Regions from separate parts of the Mus musculus genome. Here region 1 is linked to region 2. Evidence: chromatin contacts called from public HiChIP or PLAC-seq data. All regions are on one chromosome and are shown on one strand. The core of a region is the stretch at or near the end of the contact, and the rest is flanking DNA. Distances in the headings are between cores, read along the strand shown.

Evidence for each region. HiChIP or PLAC-seq counts read pairs in DNA pulled down with a chosen protein or histone mark.
Region 1: an H3K4me3 HiChIP or PLAC-seq map of the SCID.adh cell line shows a contact between it and region 2, with 11 read pairs. The contact joins the promoter of Sstr2 here to the enhancer-like site in region 2. A contact is called at or near these places in 15 of 39 promoter capture datasets (the 3T3-L1 cell line, 3T3-L1-derived adipocytes, the HPC-7 cell line and 10 more), 3 of 484 Hi-C or Micro-C datasets (cerebellar granule neurons, cerebellum and nephron progenitors), 12 of 115 datasets of contacts at active chromatin or transcription factors (DN3 thymocytes, the SCID.adh cell line, T-cell acute lymphoblastic leukemia and 8 more) and 2 of 9 other capture datasets (adipose tissue and embryonic stem cells).

What each region holds. Positions count from the first base shown.
Region 1 is chr11:113,616,239-113,621,992 of GRCm38.p6, forward strand. It overlaps Sstr2 (somatostatin receptor 2), which reads left to right and starts at 3,089. Exons shown (of 2, transcript NM_001042606.3): 1 at 3,089-3,384. It also overlaps a transcript of Slc39a11 not described here.
Region 2 is chr11:113,374,832-113,381,210 of GRCm38.p6, forward strand. All of the region lies in intron 5 of Slc39a11 (solute carrier family 39 (metal ion transporter), member 11), which reads right to left. Among named protein-coding and RNA genes, the nearest start is that of Gm42094, 16 kb to the right of the region's middle. Within about 2 kb of position 3,785, at least 7 of the 459 cell types and tissues checked have an H3K27ac peak or open chromatin away from gene starts, as enhancers often do. A contact at or near this core is called in the SCID.adh cell line, where this site is marked.

The DNA.
Region 1 (5,754 bases), core at 1,839-4,338, 240 kb after region 2:
CCAAACAAAACATCAAGTCCAGGTGTGGCCTCACAGACCTGCAGTCCCAGCTCTTGAGGCAGAGGCAGAGGCAGAGGCAGAGGCAGAGGCAGAGGCAGAGGCAGAGGCAGAGGCAGAGGCAGAGGCAGAGGCAGAGGCAGAGGCAGAGGCAGAGGCAGAGGCAGAGGCAGAGGCAGAGGCAGAGGCAGAGGCAGAGGCAGAGGCAGGAGGCAGAGGCAGAGGCAGTCAAGGATCGTCACATGTTTGAGGCCAGCCTGAACTACACAGTGAGTTCCAAAGCACCCCACATTTAACATGCTGCAGCTTAAGGGGCCTTGCTCTTTCTCCATCCATAGAAATGTCACATGTGCAGATGACAGACCCTGTGCCAGATGCCTGGCCTGCCATTCAACACCACCAATCAATCCAGTTCTCCTATGCCTCACACGTTCCTCTAAGCTAAACTGCTTCCACCATAAGCTAAACTGCAACATTTGCTTCCACCAAATGGACAGCAGAGGAACAATTGCTCTCCATTTAGTTGATAAAGCCTCTAAGCGACCAGACAGAATGACCTACTTGAGAGTTCCCGGTCCGTTGTCTGCTGAACTCCCAGGCCATTACCGTTCTTCATTTCCTGCCACCTAGCGTCCCTCTGGTAAGTGCAAAAATGAAGAGGTGTTTGTTTCATTGGCTTAAAGATACCAAGCAAGGGGCTGGAGAGATGGCTCAGTGGTTAAGAGCACTGACTGCTCTTCCAGAGATCCTGAATTCAATTCGCAGCAAACAAGCAGCTCACAACCATCTGTAATGGGATTGGATGCCCTCTTCTGGTGTGTCCGAAGAGAGCTACAGTGTACTCACATACATAAAAATAAATAAAAAATCTTTAAAAAAAAAAAAAAGATACCAAGCAAGCCAGTGAGGAGGTTATCTCTTTTGCAACCCGTGTATTTTTCTGGTTCAAGGTCTCGTTACATAGTTACTAAAGGAGCTGTTGAGGAAGGACAGGCCTGCGGCAGATTGCTGGGTGGGTGTCAAAAGGGCAGGGTATTGTCAAACCAGGATTGGGAACTCAAACCTGGAGGCTGGAGGGGCGGTGCAGCGAAGCCAAAGGTGATCTCAGAGCTCTGTGGAGGCATTCACAGGTCGGGGGAGGGGAGAGAGGCACACAACCGGACCGGACAAAATCAATAATTGTTCTAGATGACCTTTTCTGCTCTCAAGGTCAAAGTGTTCAGATCTCACGGGGCCCAGCTGCAAAAGAGATAGGCATGCCCTGGTTTCATCTATCCATTGGGGCTGAGCCTGGCAGACCTGACTCTGAGAGAGCTGAGGGAAGACTTCCCAAGTGCACGGAGGGTGGATTTTATTGTGTGTGCTCAGCATGTTAAGAGCATACAGAAATGATCCCCACGTTGTTTGGGAAAGGATTATTTAGCTGATAAGGACAGCCTGCTTTTTTGCTGGTGGTGTTGATATGGAACCAAAAGTACAGAAACCAAAAAAACCTGTACACTGCCCCCTGGGGGTCACCTTGTGTATGAGAGAAGGAACTACTGAGAACCAGGGGTTCCTGTTTTTGAATGAGCTATTTTGCTAGACAATACACAAACTGCAGCAACAGGTGACGAACTTTTACAAGGTCTCATGACACTCGAAGAGAGCCGAGCTCAGAATGGACACTTCCTGGCTCTTCATCCTTCTCTGTTCCCGGAAGGGTTTTTAACTAGAGGGGGCAATAGGCATTGTAACAACTGTGTCTCAGGGAGGAGGAGGCCTGAGCTCACTCAGGGCCCCTTCTTTCCCCCAGGGCCACTCCCCTCGTTCTGAGAGCTGCACTATTCAACCCTTCAACCCCGCCCATAAAAAAACCTAAAGACAAGCCAACCCACACAACACTAGGACCCGACAACCACTGCTTCAATCTCCATCAAGTCCACAGAGCCCACACATCTCGTAGAGATGGTGCCAGTGAGCGACACTCTGACTTACAAGAATTCCGGGCTGCTTTTACCTGCTGCCTGGCTCCCTGTCAAAACTCACCGCACATACACAACTCCTGGATTTATGCTTTTCCCCGATGAACCCGCAAGCAGATCAAAAACAGGATGGCTGCATCAGGACCCACAGAGAAAGCTAATCGGGGGGGGGGGGGTTTGTTTTCTGATTTTTCATGTTCTAGAAACCACCAGGGTGCACTCACTGTCTCTGTCTGTCTGTCTGTCTCTGCCCCTCTCTCTCTCCTCTCTCTCCCCTCTCTCTCCTCTCTCTCTCCTCTCTCTCTCTCTCTCTCTCTCTCTCTCTCTCTGGGGGAGTGTTAAGAGGTGAAGGAAGGGAGGCTACAGGATTGATTATGACTTATTAAACTATTGGAACATCGGCTGAATCATCACAGTCAAAAAATAAATAGCTGCAACTTGATGCGACACATCTCCCACTTCTTGTGAGTCCCTCCTTGCTCCCGCAGAGCGCCACAGCGCGCGTAGGCGGAACGGTTGGGCTGGGGCTGGGTCAGACCAGCAAGCAGTGACTGACGGGCTAAATTAAAGCTAGAAGAGACTGCATGGCCCGGGGCCTCCAGTTGGGAGAGCGGTGGAGCCCGCGGAGCCTGCTGGCTGCAGGAACTGAAGCCAGGTGCCCCGCGCTTGCACACCTGCAGGCGCCTGCACGGGAGACACGCTTGCTGCTGTCACCCCTTTTTCCTCTGCCCTTAGCCTGACTCTGCAACCTGTGCCCTGTTCCCGGGACTGGACCGTGGTAGGCACGGCTTTGCAAACTTGAGAACACGTCTTAAAGGTCCCGGAGCTAGTCTAGGTCACCCAAGTCGCCGCACCAGCTGCCTGGAATTTGTTGGGTAAAACCAGACCGAGTCACTGAAATCGGAAAGAAAGCCACGCGCGCCCTCATAGGGAGGAGTCGTGGAGACACTGACATCGCTTCACCATCCAACAGCATCAAGGTCTGCTGTCTTATCCTGGGCCACCCGCAGGTTTTCTCCACTCTGCTCACCGGGTCCAACAGGACCCGGCAGGCGGAGCCAAGCTGCCGTGACGTCACGGGCGGGGGCGTGGGGAAGTGTGCCCAGGGGCTGCCACCCGCCCGGGCCACTGCTAGCGGCGCAGCCACCGGCGCGCTCGCGAGGCCACCGGCGCCTGGAGCACCAGTCCGCGGCTGGGCGTCAATGATCTACAGGCCAAGCTAGCTCTCTCGGGGCCCGGGCAAGCTCTCTCAGACGCCAGAAGGGCCAGCACGAGCCAGCCAAGGAAGCTGGGAGCCCCGGGAGCCACTGCTGAGCGCCAAACACCCGCTAAGCCTGCTGTGCTCCTGGACGCCCAGCTGGGTAAAAGAACAGCTTCTGGGTGCTAGAGAACACAGGGAAGCGAGTGCTCGAGGAAAACCAAGGTGAGGGGTGCCAGTGTGCATACGCGTGTGTCACCGTGAGATGGAGGGAGGGACAAGCACACTTTGGGCACCTGCATGCATCTGTTCTGGGGATAGACCGCCGATCCCGGCGACCTGCACGTTGGTCCCGGCGCGCAAATTCTCTGTTTTTGTGCCTTTGGAGGTGACAGGTGGATGAAAGATGCATATCGTGGTGTCTGGGGTGGAAAGGTAGTGTGTTCTGGGACGGATTTGTTCTCAAAGAAAATGCCCAAGTACCGTGGCGTGTGCCCTGCGTGTCCGATGGGGACAACTTGTTTCCTAGCCACCTGCGAAACAGCCCTGGTCCGAGGAAAGAGACACCAGCTAAAGGAGAAGGGACATGCCAAGTGCCACCACAGGGTCCACAGTCTGAGACCTAAGTTAGGGAGGGACAGTGATGGGGACGTCACCGAAAAAGAAGGAAAGCAGATTCTTCAGGGCTCTTTATCGCCCTGATGGGGAGGCAGCCCAAATTCGTCTGCGGTCAGGTCCCCCTCCCTCCCCCCCCCCCCCACCCGCCGCCCTCAGGCAGAGAATCTGTCTAGATTGGAGAGAACCAGCTACTGAATGGTCAGGTCCCCAAGCGACTGTCAGCGCTCCTAGCTGCCCCTGGCACCTCAGTCCCCTCTGCGTTTCGAAGCTGGACATTGCAGGCACCGCAATCCACTCTCCCTCAGTCTGCCTAGAAACGGTAAAGATCCCTTAGGGAACACGTTGTTTCCAGAGTCAGCGAGTTATGACCCTAAATATTTTCCTCACACTAACTCCATCGTCCTGAGCCTCGCTTATCTACCTTCGCCCCAATGGCGAGGGGCACTCTAGCATCGTGGTGGGCTACACAGGGCTGCTGCAAGTTCCAACCTCAGATTCTTGGAGGGGTGTGTGTGTGTGTGTGTGTGTGTGTGTGTGTGTGTGTGTGTGTAGGTGTCTGGTAGGCTTGGAGATGGGGAGGTCTTGAGGGCTCACAACAGAAAGATGCTGGAAAGAAACTAAACCCACCTGTCCCTCCTCTAGTTGTGGAGCAGTCTGTGGGAGGGAAAGAGGGGGTTCCTGAGTGGAAACCCTTCTTTCCATCGGAGCCAGGGGACGCCACCCACCAAGCTACAGGCCAGTATTTAGCAGCAAAGCAGAGAGCCTGACTTCCCAGGGCATTTAATTTAAGCACAATTCAACAAGTATCGCCCGGTGGCATTTGCAATTCACTTGCAGTGAGATGATTGGAAAAGGAAAAGACGCCACTTGGAGGTCTTGGGCTTGTTACATAGGGCGCCTAGGTTCTAAGCTCGTGTCTTCCTCAGACATGGGGTTCCCAGCATATGACCTCCACCCACCTTCCCAGACTTCCCTCCCCAAAGTGGAGATGTGTCTCAGCTCATTTCAGAGAAAGGTGACACCCCCTCCACACACACCCCTAGACCCCCCGCCATTCATTCTGGTTCTGCACAGTGAGGGCTGAAGAAACACATCCGGCCTTGTCCCACCTCTGTCTTCCTCTTTCCCCTCCTCTTCCTCCTCCTCCCCCTCCCCCACTCCTCCTTTTGGCTTTAGACAGGGATTCTACAGCCCAGGGGAGGTCTTCAGTCCTAGTCAGACATTGAAGTACCCTATCACTGTCCATAGATGGCATGAGCTCCTGGTTACTGTGAGGTCTCACTGTAGGGAGCCTGAATAGGATTCTGGGTCTATAGAATTAAGTCACTGACAAGATGAGAAAGAAGGGGGTGGGGGGAAGACAGGGGAAATAACCCAAGTTAATCTGGGGATACTAAAAGGAGTTTCTTTATGGCTTCTGGTTGTAATGGCTGCCTGCTTCTGCTTGCTTACCCAATGTAGACACAATGCCATGGGTCCCCAAAATGCAAATGCGAAAATCCTAGACCTCACTGACCAAGCATGTGCTGGGGAAATTACTGCAGAAAGAAAAGCCAGGCCATCACTTGGCCGTGAGAACGAATCAGAGACAGAGGTGGGCACGAATCAATCGCACCTGCCTGTTGCTTGCTACATCTTTAACATCCCTGCAGCCTCGACCAGTGTTAGGCAATCACTTGGAGAAGCCCTCTGCTTCAATGAAACGTGCTCAGGCACGTGAACTAGAGATGCTGGACACTTCGGCCCTTGACCAGTTCTTCTCTCCCTGGCTGGACCTCCTGTCCCAAACGCTTACCTAACTCTTCCTACACCCAAGACCCAGCCCCTAACTTCCTGAGAAGCCCCCTGGGAAGGGCTGTGTCCTGACGCTCACATCCTTTATTCATAGGCTCATTTCCACGCAATTCACATGTTATGTGACTTGGTGCCCTTCCCCCCCCCCATTGAAGTATTAGCTGCTGGAGGTGCCCAGCACAG
Region 2 (6,379 bases), core at 2,535-5,034:
CAAAAATAAATTAAAGGTGGCTGGGCAGCGTGTGTCTGTAGCCACAGTGTGGGCGGCGATCTCCCAGCTCAACTGTAGCCCAGCTGAGCCAATGAGCTCCAGGGTTAGTGAGAAACCCTACACATGGACACACAGGCACATACGAATATGCACACTGCACATATCATATATAATTACAGTAAAGAATGGGTGTCAGAAAAGACATTCCCACACCACAACACAGTTTCTCTCCCTACCCACCCAGTCCCTTGTCCAGCCTGTGCATGTAGATTCTGTCTTCCTGCATGTCTGGACTCAGGGCTGTCACTGCACGGAGACAGGATGGAAGGGCTACAGTGCCTACTGTGGAACCACAGCTCTATCAGCGTGCTACTTGCTTGTCTACCATGAGGCCATATATGGCAGAAAGTGTTTTCATTGGGCTGACAGTTCCAGAGGGTTAGTCCATGATGGGGGGTGGGAGGTGAAGGCATGGCAGCAGGAATAGCTGAGAGTTTACACCTCAAACCACAAGCAGGAGGCAGGAAGCACACTGGGAAGGCACAAATCGTCTGAAACCTCAAAGTCTGCCCCCAATGATACTCCTCCTTTCAACGGGGCCACACCCTCTAATCCTTCCCAGACAGTTCCACCAGCTAATGGCAAAGTATTTAGACATACTTTTAATGTTTAAATGAGCCTGTGGGGCCATTTTCATTCAGGCCACCAGATTCAGTTACTAGTTTCACTCACAAATGCTGCCACTGATTTCCGTGCTGTAAAATGTATGTGCCTAATTATATCTACCTCATGAGATTGTCCCAACAACTGAATGTGGTGCAGTGCCTGGCTCACAAAACACACAGCCCATGGCCCAGTTTTATATTCGCACTTAAGAATGTGGGAGCTTTTTCTCCAGTTCTCAGTCTCTGGCATTCTGTTTAATGGTCCTAGGGCTTTTGGCTTAGTTCTGAGCCCATTATTTGCCAGATTACTTCTCAAATTTAACTAAAGACTGAACCACCTGCCAAGGAGCATACATGGGCTAGACGCCCCCACACACACACATATGTAACAACAGATGTGCAACTTGGTCTTCATGCGGGTCCCCCAACAATTGGAACATGGGCTGTCCCTGACTCTGCTGCCTGCCTGTGGATCCCTTTGCCCTAACTGGGCTGCCTTGTCTGGCCTCAGTGGGAGAGGATGTACCTAGTCCTACAGTGACATGATGTACCATAGTGGGTGGGTTAGTACTCAAAGGGGCTTCCCCCTTCTCCTTTGAAATGGGGAATGGAGGGAAGGACTGTGTGAGGGGGGGTTGAGAGGAGGGGGGCTCCGACTAGAATGTAAACAGAATAAATAAATTAATGAATGGGGGAAAATTCAAGCTATTACTTTTGCTAAAAAACTGTAGTGACCACCTCTTGCCACAGGGCGTCCCATGTTCCCATTTCTTCCCATCCAGAATGGGCAAAGCCCCACCCTGTGTGACGTGATGCACCCCACCTTTGTACTTTGGCTTCGTGGACTGTGTTCATCAGCGGAACCCGTAACAGAGCGATGGCGGCACTTGCTTCTCTTTCCTAGCGTTTGTGTCAGGGAGCTCATGACCACCTGTGACTTACATTCCAGGGGACACACACCCTCTTCTGGCTTCTATGGGCAACTGTGCTCACATGTGCACGCACACACACACACACACCTAGGCACACACACATGAATTTAAGAATAGAGATAAGCAAATGAAAGCACATCCCCTTTGTCCACACCACGTCATGCTTTCTCTGCTCCACTCCCTCTACAAACTGATCTTGGCCTCATGCTGGTAGTCAAGGAGAAGGCTTCAAGAAGAGGGTGAGAAAAACAAAGTGAATTCTTGGCTTTTGGTATTCTGGGGGGTCTCAGTCCAGATGGCTTAAAGGAGAGAAGGGGTTTCCACAGGGGTGTTTTGCCTTGTGAGTAATTTCGCTGCGTGGTTATCTTTAGAACGTGTTGGGCATTTGAATTGTGACCCCAACTGTCAGGAACCGGGCAGGTGGGTCAGATGCACAGTGGCAATAAAACCGGCCTGCCATTTGTCAGGAGACAGTAAGGGCAGGAAGAACATTACGGGCATCTCTGCCCACTCAGTCATCTTCTGTCACCGAATCTTACCAGACTATACACGAGTCTTAGGGAGCCCTTCGAACTGACTTCTGGGAGATACAAATGTAAGGGTCCCAGCTTAAAAAGCAATGTCAGGACATTCACCCAAGTGTCCTGGGGGGATTGAATGTGAACTTTGGGTTGAAGAGATCGCCACATCCTATGCATCCTCCTTACTGTGGGGAAACATAACTCACCCAAAACATCCCAGCTATGATTTTCTTTCAAAATTATAAACGCATGCTAAAGGAACTGTGGGAAACTGAACAAGTACACAGATGTTGCAAGCCACCACGACCTCATTGACAAAATAAATAAATAAATAATAAGGGAGGAGGGTGCCCTCCCTTCTGTGCATCCCTACGCAGGGTTGCACTAGGCTGAGATATCACTTAAGCGATATCAGGCTGCTCTCTGCTCCCACCGAATGCGACAAACGATTTCTCCTGTGACTCAATGTTCTTTCAGGCACTGTCGAGCAATACAGATTAGTCCTGGCTTTCTCGTGCCTCTGGGCCCTGAGGCTGCTTCTAAAGTGTTTCCTTATTAAATATCATCTCGAACACTAACCTGTGCAAACGGTCAGAAATTGGGAGGGTGCAGGAAGATGTTACCATGAGCACCACGATGAACAGCATTTTGTCGCTCTCACTGGCCAAACTTCAGTCAGTACTGAGCACTTCTCAAAGACCCATTCATCTATGGAAAAGAGCATGTCATAGCTCCCTTAATCTGCATCTCCTTGACTGCAAGGAGAGTAGCCTGACATTTGCCACATCCGATCCCTCTTTCGTGATATGCCCTTGGCCCAAATGAGGCCTCTTTAAGTAATTACCACGAGATTGGCTAATTCCTTACGTGATCCTTTTATGTCTGTCAATGACTGATGAGACCTGGCTGTTAGCTGCAGGGGGGGGGGGGGCAGTGTAAAACAGACAGATGCATCCACCTGGCCGAGGGAGTCTTCCAGCAAAGTGTCTCAGTGTGTGCTGGGCTCCTTTGGAGTTTTTGGAGATCACATAGTATCTTTTCTAAAATGCTGTATCTGTTTTACCCATGGCAATGAGACACTCTGGTCAGTCTGTCTGTCTGTCTCTTTCTCTCTCTCCATGTTGAGATACCACTCTTTCTGGGAGCAGAGGAGGAACATGGGCACGCCTCCTTACTGCCGTCATTTTCCTGGACCCCCACCCCCACCCCGAAAGCAGCCCTAGGATCCTTAGAGGAGTTATAGCACTTTTGCAAACAATACAAAAAGAAAAAGCTATTGTGAACAGGGCCCCTGCTAACGATGCCTGACACAGGAAATAAAAAGCAGGTGGCTGGGTATATATGAATTGTAGATTAAAATTTGTTCCTGTAAATATAACCTAAGCATTGCATGAGAAAATAGTTATACCAAAATATACATTCATTTTTGAAATTCAAATTTAGGCATGCTCTATTTTTTTTTTTTTAGTGTGTGTGTGTGCGTGTGTGTGTGTGTGTGTGTACTCACTTAAGCAGATGCCTGTGGAGGGCAAAAGTGGATGTCAGTTTTCTTCCCCAATTAATTCCAACCTCCAACCCTTTTTTTTTTTTCCCCCAGACTCTCAGGGACCCTAAGCTCACTGTTTTGTCTTGACTGGCTGGCCATGAGGTCCTGGGATTTTTCCCATCTCTGTCCCCTCAGCCTTGAGTTCCGAGGTTCTACTGAATGCCGCAGCATCTGGCTGTTTTGTGGGTCCTCAGGCTTGGGCAGCTGCACCTCAAGACAGCGAGCTGCACTCTATCTCACGCTCCAACTGTGTCCAGTCAAGAACTCAGGTCTTCTAAGGAACAAGGACGAGGACACACTGCGGATGGAGAGCAGGCGTGTACTCGCCTCTGTCCGGCCGGAGCCTATAAAGGAAGCTCTTCCCATGCCTGTGCCGGGAAGAGAGTCCACCGGAGCCCAAGGAAACTTTGTGGGAAGAGAACTGAAGTAGTTCCCATGCTCTAGTACTGACCTTGAGGCAGAGAGACACCTGGGCCCCACCTCGGAACTCAAGAAGCACAGTCAGAGATGTACCTGCAACCTTTTTAGCTCGTAGCTATAAAGGGTGTTTCCATTTATGGCCCCAACAGGCACCAGCTGCTCAGATCAGAGGGGCCAGAAGCTGCCCGTGGAAGGCGGCTCACTTCATTTCCTGGTCTTCTCAGGTAGTGCATGTTTTGACAGGCCCCAAAAGCCATTGCAGCTGTACCTTGAACACTTATGAATAAGCAAATGGGTCGGCATAATTGGCAGAAATTAAATGTGCAGCTGCGGAAGCGGCAGGCTCACTATTAGCGAAAGATTTCTCATCCATTAAGCAAACCATCCACTAAAATGTTCCTCATTCCAAGGATCCAGGTAAAATAAATTTTATGCTCAGGCAATAGAACCAAAACACCCAGTAATATTAAAAGCCTATCCGTCCGACCGGCTGCTCTGTGTTAAAAGGACAAGCAGCCACTTCACAGACCTGGACTCATGGACCCGGTGACTTAATTGTGATCTCAAAACTACATCCTGGCTTTGGAGGAGGCCTTTCCATTGGTCCATAGCCCACCCTGAACCAGCTGCCCAGTACAAGAGCCCCTACATGCAAGTGTGGTCATCACAGATTCCAGAGGACCCGGCAGCAAGATATCTGCATGCAAAAGGTCCTTGCAAAGCTGGGGAGATGCTCAGTTGGTAAAGTGCCTGTTACATGGCCAAGAGGACCTAAGTTCAAATCCCCAGCACTTATGGGCATGGTGGTGCAAGCATGTTGCTGTAGTTCTGGTTTTGTGTTTGGTCAGCTTGACACAGGCTCTACTCATCTGGGAAGGGAGAACCTGAATTGAGAGGGTGGCTAGACTTGAAAATTACCTCTAGGACTCTTCCTCTCTCCCTATGAGGCTCCAGTCCACACAGGAATGCTCCTCTGGGCAGTAAAAAGCTATTAGCATCTTGTATTAATCACTTTTCTGTGGTTGGGATAAAAAACCACCTCAATCAAGGCCACGTCTAGAAGAAAGGGCTTATTTGGGACTTAGAGATACAGAGTCTATAAAGGCGGGGGCAGCAGGAGGAAACTGGGAGGTCATGGTCAAAGTAGCACAAGTCTTTTGAAATGTCAATGCGGGCCCTCAGTGACATACATCCTTCAGCAAGGTCACACCTCCTAATCCTCCTCAAACAGTGCCACCAACCGGGGGCCAAGTCATCAAACGTCTGAGTCTTATGGGGGACGCCTCATTCAAACCACCACACATCCTTATCAAAGCTGCTGTGACTACCCACAAAGAGATGCTCAGGATGGTAAGAGGCCCTCTGGGAGATCAGAGACCAGTCCCTCATAGGAGGAGGAGTGGGGAGGGTCAGCAGACCCTCACTTGAGACTCCAGCCACCCCTTCCTGTGCCCTACTCATCAGCTCTGGACTTGAATGCCATCATTCCTCTGGTCTGTCATTGGGACTGCATCTGTCATTGGTGCCCTGTCTGGAGTGAGGAGACATTGGCTCACATCATCCCGTTATTTCAGCGTATAATGTACCTAGCAGGCTTATGCCTGACCCCTCCCTGTATCTGGCAACTATGAAGATACACACGAGATTCTTTTCCGATACCCAGGAGATACGGAGCGGAAGGGAAACTTAGAAGGGAGGCTGGAGAGTGGGGATTTTTGCTCTCACAGCATGGGGCAGGGGATGTAAAAGAAAATAAACCATGGTCGACAGAATGAGAGAAAAAAAAATTGCCTACCTGAAGGAGGCATTCCTTCACCATCCCTGGCATCTAAATCCCTCCTCTTATCCCCCGCATCCTCTCCTGCCCGGTCATTCAGTCGTCTCAGGACCACAGCCATGAAAACTGGAAGTTCTCCCATCAGAAATTTACCCTAGCAGTTCCCCCGGCTTCCCTGGCAGTTTATCTCCATCCGTGTGCTTCTGTAACACTGAAAACCATCCTATCTAAAGCCACATCAATCTCAGAAGAAAATAAAAAGGGACAATAAAAGACCCCAGGGACCTAAAACCCTGAGGCAGCAATGGGTTTGTGGGTTTCCTTGTGACTTATGTTGTAAATGGTAGGTGCCACACACAGTGAGATGGAGAAGGGAAGAAAGTTCATAGGAGGCTCTGCTTCCTGTCTTTGTTTTTGGAGGCTGAGAGGTTGTGAGAAATCAGCCAGCACCCAGCTTCACACAGAGAGAGCTTCCAGCCAGTGCCTAGCTCAGCTGAGAGAGCGCTGTCCTGGGAGGC